Linked DNA regions of Gossypium hirsutum: region 1 is linked to region 2. The links are chromatin contacts, called in public Hi-C maps. All regions are on one chromosome and are shown on one strand. The core of a region is the stretch at or near the end of the contact, and the rest is flanking DNA. Distances in the headings are between cores, read along the strand shown.

Region 1 (5,171 bases), core at 2,544-5,043, 88 kb before region 2:
AATGAAATAGCTTATTCTTTTGAAAAAAAGGAGGTCAACCGATGGAGGAAAGAAAGATGGCAGCGTTTCGGGAAACTCTACAAGAATGTCACCTTTTAGACTTGGGATATTCAGGAGTATGGTATACATGGGAGAGAGGGAATTTACCAGAGACGACTTACGGGAAAGATTGGATAGAGGTGTTGCAAACGAAAAATGGATGGAGTTATTTCCAACGGGCAATATTAATCATCTGACGTCTACCCTTTCGGATCATTGTCCTTTGTTAATAAGCACAATTAATTTAAACAGTTTCAAGACAGTTCCAAGTTTTAAATTTGAAGCCTGGTGGACTACAGAGGAGTCAATAGAGAAAGAAATTCGGGAAGCCTGGAAGTCACAAAATGGATCGGTTTTGGAAAAGCTTGAGAACTTGTAGATTAGCTTATCGAAATGGGCTAAATCTATTAGAAGGCAACGGAAGGGAATGACAGAAAGAACTACAAAAGAGCTTGAAGATTTAATGAAGAAGGAACCTGATGAAGATGTTATGAACCAGATAATTAATAAAAGAATTCATTTGAGCATGGAAATCGAGAAGGAGGAGATGTATTGGGAACAGAGAGCACGAGCTAATTGGCTAAAGTTGGGGGATAAAAATACAGCATTTTTTCATAAATATGCATCAATGCGGAGAAAAATTAATACAATTAGCAGGCTTGATAATGATGATGGGAGAGGAATTACTGAGTTTGAAATTAATGAGTTGCCGACGCAGTATTTTCAAAAGCTTTTCTCGACTACAGGCGTTGGAGATCCTTCTCATCTTCTAACAGGTGTTCAGAATTGCATCTCTTCGGATATCAATGCAACCCTATTGAAAAAATTTACGTTAGAGATTTATATTGCAGTGAAGGGAATGGGTTCAACAAAAGCTCCAGGTTATGATGGCTTCCCGGCTCTATTCTTTCAAAAATACTGGCATATAGTGGGCGAAGACATTGGGAATTTTTGTTTAGAAGTTTTAAATAATGGAAAAGACGTGGAAGAGTTAAATGTAACTAAGATTACCCTTATTCCGAAGAAGTCCAATCCTACAAACCTTGCAGATTTTAGACCAATTAGTTTATGCACAGTTCTTTATAAAATTATTGCTAAAGCTATTGCCAATCGTTTTCAAGAAGTCATTGGGAGATGCATTGATAGTGCTCAAAGTGCATTTGTCCCAGGGAGGCTAATTTCAGACAATATTTTGATAGCTTATGAAATTCTGCATACTCTTCGGAAAAAACGTAAGGGGAAGAAAGGTTTTATGGCAATTAAGCTTGACATGAGTAAAGCTTACGATAGGGTGGAATGGGCTTTCTTGAAGGAAGTTATGATACGGATGGGTTTTGCGAAGGAATGGGTGGTACTTATAATGAGATGTATTTCTACAGTCTCTTATGTTGTTACTACGAACGGGAAGAATGGTAGAGTCTTTGAACCAACCAGAGGACTCAGACAGGGTGACCCACGTAGCCCTTTTCTACTTCTTATTTGCAGTGAAGGTTAATCGTCGTTAATCAGGAATGCTACAAAAGAGGGATTGATTAAAGGGGTGAGAGCCAGCAGAAGAGGCCCGATAATATCGCACTTGTTATTCGCAGACGATTGTATTTTGTTTGGTGAAGCCACAGAAAGTAGTACAAGTTACTTCAAAGCTATGTGTTAACTTTAATAAATCAATGATCTTTTTTAGTTCGAATTTGAAGGAGGGGGATAAAGGCAGGTTATCAGCTGATATGGGAATAAGATTTTCGAACAATATGGAAAAATATCTTGGATTGCCAAATATTGTAGGCCGGAAGAAAAAAGAATCGTTTTAGAATCTCAAAGACAGAATAAAGCAAAGAATTGATAATTGAAGTACTCGCTTATTCTCTCAAGGGGGTAGAGAGGTTTTTATTAAATCAGTTCTTCAGGCAATTCCTACTTATGCTATGACATGTTTTCTATTACCAAAATCGCTTTGTGATTAGTTTGACAATTTAGTTGCTAGATTTTGGTGGCAGAAAGGGAAAGGAAAGAAAGGAATTCATTGGTGTCAATGGGAATTTATGTGTAGGCCTAAAGAAGAGGGTGGTATGGGCTTCCGAAATATGGCACAGTTCAATGTAGCTCTATTGGCTAAGCAAGGGTGGAGGATTATGAATAATCAGAATGCGCTTGTAACGAAAGTGTTTAAAGCTACGTATTTTTCGGATGATAATTTCTTAAATTTCAGGTTAGGAAATTCTAGTTCGTATGTATGGAAAAGTATTTGGGCAGCAAAGGACTTTTTGAAAAAAGGGCATTGTTGGAGGGTGGGGACGGGTACTAATATTTGCATAAGCGATGCTTGGATTCCAGATTCTGTTAATTTTAGATTATCATCAGATATTAATTTTTTGCGTGATGTTAAAGTTGGCGAGTTGATTGATAATAATACCAGAAGTTGGAAAAAAGAGTTGATTACTAGTACCTTCCTGGAAGACGACGCAGCTAGAATCCTCAGAATCCCTCTGGCACAAACACCGCATGATGATTTTCTTATCTGGGGAGGCGAACGGTCGGGTGAGTTTACGGTCAGAAGTGCCTATCAACTATTACAAAAATTGACTGACAATCCTAGAGCTTATGCTTTACAGACCATCTATGGGAATTTTTATAAAAAACTATGGTGCCTGAATCTACCAGCTAAAATTAAGGTTACAATATGGAAGCTATCTAGGAATTATCTGCCTACAAAGGTGAATCTTCAACATCGGAAGTTAGTAGTAAATCCGAGCTGCCCCTGATGTGGAGAAGAAGCTGAAACAATGAACCACTTATTTCGTTACTGTCATGTTACAAGGGAGGTGTGGAGATCATTATCGTTTCAGTGCATTTTAAGGAATCATTGTGAAGATTTTGGACAGTGGATTACCTAGGCAATAGAGCAGCTCAACCTTGATCAAAGTCGCGTATTTTGTTGTGCACTCTGGGCAATATGGGGTGACAGAAACAAAAGAATACATGAAGGTAAAATTAGAAAGGGGACGGAAGTTGCAAATCTTATAATCAGTTACATCAAAGAAATTGATAGTCTTGAGAAGAGAGATCTGAACCGTACCTTAGAGAAAAAGAGATGGTCGCCACCACAGGAAAGTTTCATGAAGATCAACTTTGATGGTGCTTACGATAAAGTAAAGAATCAGTCGGGTGTGGGTATTGTGGCCAGAGATTCGAATGGTACTATTCTTTTTTCATATTCAGAGATTCATTTTGGTATTCCATCAGCCTTTGCTGCTGAAGCAATTGCCTGCCGGAAAGGCGTTCAAATGGGAATCAGGAGGGGATGGCGACATTTGATCCTTGAAGGAGACTCCCTCACAATAGTCAAAAAATGTAAATCGAAGAGTCAAGATAGATCTATGGTGGGAGTATACATTTTTGACATTCAACAGGAAATCTATGGACTTGAAAACATCAGATTTCAGTATATACCTAGATCCGCAAATGGTCTTGCTCATATCATAGCAACAGAATCATTGAGAAGAGGAGAAGAGTTTTACCTGGATAGGGGAGTTCCAGATTATGCAAATGGATCAAGCTCGGCTGGATGGGGGAAGTGAAGAAGAAGTCTCCAGAGAAGAAAAATGAAGAATGAAAGGCTTTGAACAAGAAAATGAAACGGACTGATTTCTTTTGGCTTACCTTGGAAATGAAATCGTCATTATGAAAGGAGATGACAGAAAAGACTGAAGACGGTTTCCCATGCTTCTTCTGATTGGGCAATGGGTCGGTGCTTTAATGACCGATTCTAGAACATTCATTATAAATATCTAGATTTTATTTTGGTTAAGGCCATCTGATTTGGGCCGTATTGGGTTTTAGGTTCTTTTATCTTATTTTTGTTTATTTGGTTTGATTTCAGTTTTGAACAATAACTTTTATTTTCATAATAAAGCCCAATCTGGAAATTTCAAAAAAAAATATTATATTACTATAGCTAACAATGGATGGAGACAAGTTGATGCTGGTGATGGTGTGGACATCGTTGGATTACTACCTGCACAGTTTGCTTGGCCACATGGAGCTACTCACGAGTTGAGGCTCATATTATTGGGACACAAAGATAAACCTAAAAATGATTTCTATATTTTTTGTAAATTAAAGCCTCGTTCATAGTCTTTGAAATCTTCAGGGAATGTGGAAAGTGGTGAGAACCATCTTATACTAATTGTTGGTGCTGATGTTATACTTACTAGTGATGCAAGCACAGCTCGCAGTATTGAAAAAAGTTTAAAGGAATCCACCAGCTTATCAAGAGAGATCGACAAATACATGGACGTGTGGTCTTTTACGCAGAGTATGCGAGGTGGTCCCTCTGGCACTACTGTTGGGGAGGGAAGTGCTAGTAGTAGAAAGAGGCAAAAGACTGCTGCTGGAATTGCTAACCTTATACTAAGTATTGAAGATGATGGTAGCCCAATAGGGGAGCTTCATCATAAGAAAAGAAGAGATTACGATGAGCCATCTGTCGAGATAACTCCTATTACTACAGATCCTGCCACAATTTCATCTCTCCCCATTTCTCCTGATAATTCTCCTCCACCACCAAGACCAACAACTGATGACATTTTCAGAGCTATTATTGATCATGGCCCCCTAGTGGTTCCATGAAGTTCATCGCTTCTGGTGGTGAACCAAGGATTTTATTTCAATAGAGAGAACATCTCAGTAAGAAAAGTTTTCTTTTAGTCCTAATGAGGTGAGGAAGCAATGGAACAGTTGTATGTCTGAAGAAGCAAAGTAGTACATCTGACCATCTAAGTCATCTAGTAGCACAAGTAAACCTTCTCCGCAAGAGTTAGTACTCTCTCTGCAAATGATCTTAACTAAAGCTGGCATGGCTAGTGTGGGGCTCGCTGAGGGCATTAACGAAGCAGAGATTAAGAAGAGGGAAACACAAAATGTTCATCAATCTACCGTGGGGGTGCTACAAAGAGCTCGCAAGATACATGCGTACTTGATTGAAGATAATAGGAAATTATTGGAGCAGAATAGAAGGTTGCAAGAGACCTTAATTAAGACCTTAGTTAACCTAATCCTTCATTAATTAACATATAAATGGATTCTTCCATCATTTCCCACTAACATACATTATAAATTGGTTTAATTTCCATTAG
Region 2 (5,454 bases), core at 1,270-3,769:
CTAAATTTGATAATTTTTTTAATATGATACTTGTGTTCTTTTTAGTTTAATTTGGCACTTACATTTGACAAATATTTTAGTATTCAAGGGTAATAATATTAATTTTTTAGTGTTTAATTCGAATTTTAGAGTTGTTTCGATGAAAATTCACAATTAACTAATAAATTAGTAATTAACTTTCATCAAATCAATTTTAAAATACAAATTAAATCAAATTTATTGGACTATATTTGACAAATCAAATGCAAAATTAAGCAAATTCAAATTAATACTAAATTTATTATTAACATAATCATTAAAAATTCAAATATAATAATATTAGCAATTAACTTTCACCGAATCAACCTTAAAACCTGAATTAAACACTAAAAAGTCAACGCTATTACCTTCAAAAACTAAAATACATAACTTTAAATAAATTTATAAAGAAACAAATATTAAATTGGACCAAAAAACAATATAGATACTGTATTAAAAAATTATCAAGATTCGCTATGATAATACAATGGAAAAGTAGAAAAAAGTTGAAAAGCAAAAAAGAGGTTGAGTTTTGACAAATTCCTACCACTCAATGGTCAGACCAAACATTCCATTTAAGGCATTAACCATATGTGATTCATGATTTATTTATAATTTATGATATGCAATTTTGATTAGTGTAATTATAGGTGTAAAATTTTATTTTTAATTTCTTTTTATATATAAACAAGGTTTTTTGTTAAAATAGATATTACTAAAAAGTCCTTAGTTCATCAAATCAACATTATTATAGATTCACTATTCAATATAGTGAAATGGATCCATTGGCCAATGCATATCACGAGATTGAATTATAGAAATTATTTGTTGGTTGGTGTGTGATTTATTTATTTAGGGAATATTATCAACAGACATTTGTATTATTATCAACTTAAAATGTTTAAATATTAAATATTTTATATTACATTAATTTTTTGTAAAATTAAATAAAATATTATAAACTTAAATATATCTAATTAAAATAAAAATAGTTCTACAAATATATTGGGTAGTCTACATGATAATAAATTTTAAAATATTATTATATAATTATATTCAAAAATAGTTTCGCTGGCTTTCAATCAAGGAAGTTAATCTTGTCATATCAGCCAGAATGTCCTATTCCAATAATAAATTACAACAATAATTTCTAATTTTTATTTTGATGTAAATTTTAGTCGATATCAGTTTTATGCCAACTGTTTTTTTATGTAATTTCGATAGTAATGTGAATATATGGCATCTATACTATAGTTTAAATCTTTAATTAAGTTGATACCACAAGTTAACAAGATAATAACTCTATTGAGAAAAGAAGAAAAAGTCACTCTTTTACAAAGTAATGAATATAAATTCGAGGATATATTTGTCTTCTTACCTTTTTGTATAAAATGTGTGAGATTTGAACTTAATAGACTATAGTATTAAAAATTTTAAAAATATTAAATAAAAAATACAAAAATTGAATATTAATATTAATGTATTATAATTTAAATAATATTATTTTATTTTATTTTTAGATTAATTTGTTTTACTTTCAAAATTGTTAATATTCGATTTTTTTGTAATTTTATATTTATCTTTGCTCTACTTTAATCAATAAATGTAACTAATTTTTAGTATATTTTAAAAATAATTTAATCTGATAAATGCTATTAATATTTATATTTTTTAAGCTAATATTCATTAATTTTAACATGATAATATTAAAAGTTAATTCAGTAAAATAAAATATTAAAACTTTTATATTTAACATATAAAAAATATAAATACAAATAAATATTAAAAAAAAATTAAAAGGTAATGCCTTCAAATATAAAATATGATGTGCCAAAAACTATAATGTGCATCCGACTGTTATATATTTTGTTTTTGGTTCTACCAATTAACTAACCGCCAAACCAACTTGTCAATTAAAAAAGCAAACCAGATTATGAAAAGACAAGGATAGCCTCCCTCCCACATGATAAAAATAAAATATCTCATACTTGTATGGTTCGTATGCTCACTCAAATTCACTGTACTATCGGTGAATTTTTATTTTTATTTATACACGTGGGAACAAATATCTAAAAATATAAAAGTTATATATGTATATTTAAAAATATTTAAAATTAATTAATAATAACATATACGTAAATATTAAATATACTATAATTATTTATTATAAAATTTATTTTTTAAAAGCATATATTTTAATAGTTTTTCAATTCAATTGTGGATCCTAAGGTTTATAAATAATATAAATGATGATTAATTATAATTACAATTATTTAAATATATTATTCGAATTAATTAAGTCAAGTCAACACTAATTTAATTAATATTATTATGATTCGTACTTTTATATAATATTTAAAGTAACTTTAAAATGATAAAAATAACTTTTATACTTGTCTTGTTTTTTATTCATTTTTCATTTGCTAAGATGGGAACGTCATAAAATAATATAACATTCGTAAGCGGTGACGCAGTTTCCTCGTCGCCAGGAACGACATTTTGCCTAAATTTCGTAAATATATTATTTGATGAGATAAATGACTTAAAGAGTAACGAATCCAATTCTCTTCTCACCAAGTGAGCCAAGAGAGAGAGAGAGAGGGAACAAAAAGGGGTAAGTGCTCCAGAATCCTTACGGAAAATTTTTAAGATCTTTTTTGTTGGAAAACGAAAATAATTTTTTGTTCGCTTTAGAAAATACTAGCAGACAATATTGAATTATTAATGCCTTTTTAAGTTTTTCTCTCTCTCCCTTTCTCTGATCCAAAAACTTGTGTTCATTATTTTCTGAAGCCTTCTTTTAACTGAAACCTTGAATCACAGGTATACTTTTCTCACTCTCATTCACACCTTTGGGTGTTATGTAGAAAATGCTTTTTTAGTCCTTTACATCGGTAGAAATGAACAATACTAGTTGTTGGGGTTGGGCACTTGTTTTTGTTTGGATGCTGAGAAAACTTTAATATTTCTATGTCAACGCCACTCAAGTTTAGCTGAGAGCAGATAAATAAATAGGATGAGAAATGGTCTTTGCGCTTTATATTTCGGTTTTGTTTATTGATTTAAGTCTAAATTTACTTCAAATCGGTTGCAGGCAAAGCGATGAGTCATCTCTAAGAGGGTGGACGATTTCGTACATTTTAAGTGAAGAGAGTTGTGTAAAGCATCAACAAGAACATAATGGCTTTTGAGCCATTGGTTTGGTTCTGTAGACCAGTGGCTGACGGGGTATGGAAAAGGTCCGTGTCCAATGCCTTTGGTGCTTACACACCCTGTGCAACTGATTCGCTGGTTGTCACCCTATCTCATCTGGTGTTATTGGGTCTTTGTGTTTATCGTATATGGCTGATCAAGAGAGATTTCAAAGCTCAGCGCTTCTGTCTTCGGTCCAAATATTATAATTATATGCTCGGTCTGTTGGCTCTTTATGCTACTGCTGAGCCTTTTTTCAGGTTGATCATGGGGATTTCAGTTCTAAATTTGGATGGACAGTCTGGTCTTTCTCCATTTGAGGTAGGACTTCACCCTGTGTTGCCTGATAATCTATTTTTTTGTTTTGTAGGTTTTGCTGATATTTTGGATGTGTAAATCTTTTGTTGTACATTACCCTTTAGATGAGTAGTTGACCTTAATCTGTAATCGCTTCTACTTTTATGTGAAATTGGGTTTTATCTTTGTTCAAATGCTTTTGTCCCTATTGGAGGATGGAGTAAATGGCAGCCAATGAGCTGTATTTCATGAGTTTGCAATCTTTTGCCCGTTGAGAAAGCGAGGAAATTCCAGATGCAAAGATGATTTAGCATTTTCTTTATAGCCCTACTGGAACTAGCATTAAACACACTTTATTGTGTAGCTTCTTCCACGCTGGCTGCTGTATCTCACTGTCAGGTTTTCCCGGTTGAAGATGCTTTCAGTAATTGACGTCTTATGGTGGATTATGATGTTTCGTATATTTAACTTCTTCTATATATATGGCTTTGTGGCAACTAGCATGGTATGTTATGTGTTATATATATACATGCTGGAAGAAGGATGTGTGTGGTCTGAATTGTTTTATTGACTATTTATATGAATATTTCTAGATTCTAGTGCTATTCTTTATTCGTCTAAATTAGTTTGGTATATAATGAGCCTGCAATCAAGATTAGTTCAAGAAGGCTCGAGCAATCTATCTGTTTGATATTTTATTTAGTCCTGGGGGCTAATGTAAATCGTATCTGAAGCTTTTTGTTTTCATTCTTTGTGCAGATTGTTTCTTTGGTCGTGGAAGCTCTCACATGGTGCTCTATTTTTGTCATGATTGGGGTGGAAACTAAAGTCTATATTCATGAATTTCGATGGTTTGTCAGATTTGGCCTCCTTTATACATTGATAGGGGATGCAGTGATGCTCGATCTCATTCTTTCTGTAAGGGAGTTTTATGATAGGTATTTTCTCTTGGTTACTTTTCTTCGTCTTTAACCTTACTAATGTGTTCAAATTTGCATATTTGATTAAGACTGTTAGCTGAGACTCATATTCTGTTATACTTGTGCAGCTCCATCCTGTATCTTTACTTAAGTGAGGTCCTAGTTCAGGTGTGTTATCTTTCATTTCTTTTCTATCCACAAAAGGCTATTATTAGGGATAATGATGAGTTTGCCTTAAAAACCCGAGGACAATAATGACATGGCCAGTGATGCAATTATTAAATTGCATCAATTTTACTTATTTCTTTCCCTTTCTGATTGCACTCTTAAAGATCGGTTGCTGTTCTTGTTTAGGGTTTGTTTGGGATACTCTTGCTGGTGTATCTTCCTGATTTGGATCCATATCCTGGTTATACTCCAATGCGGACTGAATTTGTAGATGATGCTGGATATGAAGAAATTCCCGGAGGAGAGGAAATATGTCCTGAGAGGCATGTTAGTATCTTTTCCAGTATGTATATCTTGCTCTACTTATCTTTGATGCTTAGTTGAGCCCTGAATTAACATTATATGTTGATTGAGATGTAGGCCCTTATTCTCAAAATTGACAATAGTGTAAATCCTTATATCTTTGATGCCTAGTATGCTGCCATGGTTCGCCCATATATGACATTTCAGCTGGTATTGCACACTCATGATGAGTAATTTAGCTTTTAATTTACAATGATATGGCATGTTTTATTGCAATGGGAATTTTATATGCTCATTGCTTTTTAACTATGAAATTACTCTGATGGAATAATGGATATATGGATTATAGTTTAGCAGTCCTCCCTATTTCATTTCTTCTTAGCCCTAATTATATCATGATGCAAATGATAACTGTAGATATGTCTCGAGGATCAATGAATAAATTTGTACTTGTAATTCACTTCTGATGCTCTTTTGCTCATTTCCCTTTTGCTAGAAATATTTTTTTCATGGATGAGTCCCCTTATGGAGCAAGGCTATAAAAAACCTATAACAG

What was found. A called contact is a pair of places that touch in the nucleus more often than the background predicts.
Region 1: a Hi-C map of leaf shows a contact between it and region 2, with 2.1 times the contacts expected there. The contact joins the enhancer-like site here to the promoter of LOC107945213 in region 2. A contact is called at or near these places in 5 of 34 Hi-C or Micro-C datasets (all in leaf).

What each region holds. Positions count from the first base shown.
Region 1 is chrD12:7,114,918-7,120,088 of Gossypium_hirsutum_v2.1, reverse strand. No RefSeq gene overlaps it. Among protein-coding and RNA genes, the nearest start is that of LOC107945217, 13 kb to the left of the region's middle. Within about 2 kb of position 3,793, at least 7 of the 9 cell types and tissues checked have an H3K27ac peak or open chromatin away from gene starts, as enhancers often do. A contact at or near this core is called in leaf, where this site is marked.
Region 2 is chrD12:7,025,386-7,030,839 of Gossypium_hirsutum_v2.1, reverse strand. LOC107945213 (ABC transporter C family member 2) reads left to right here and starts at 2,519. Exons shown (of 28, transcript XM_041108345.1): 1 at 2,519-2,632; 2 at 3,113-3,531; 3 at 4,267-4,445; 4 at 4,556-4,595; 5 at 4,782-4,938; 6 at 5,395-5,454. The coding sequence starts at 3,199.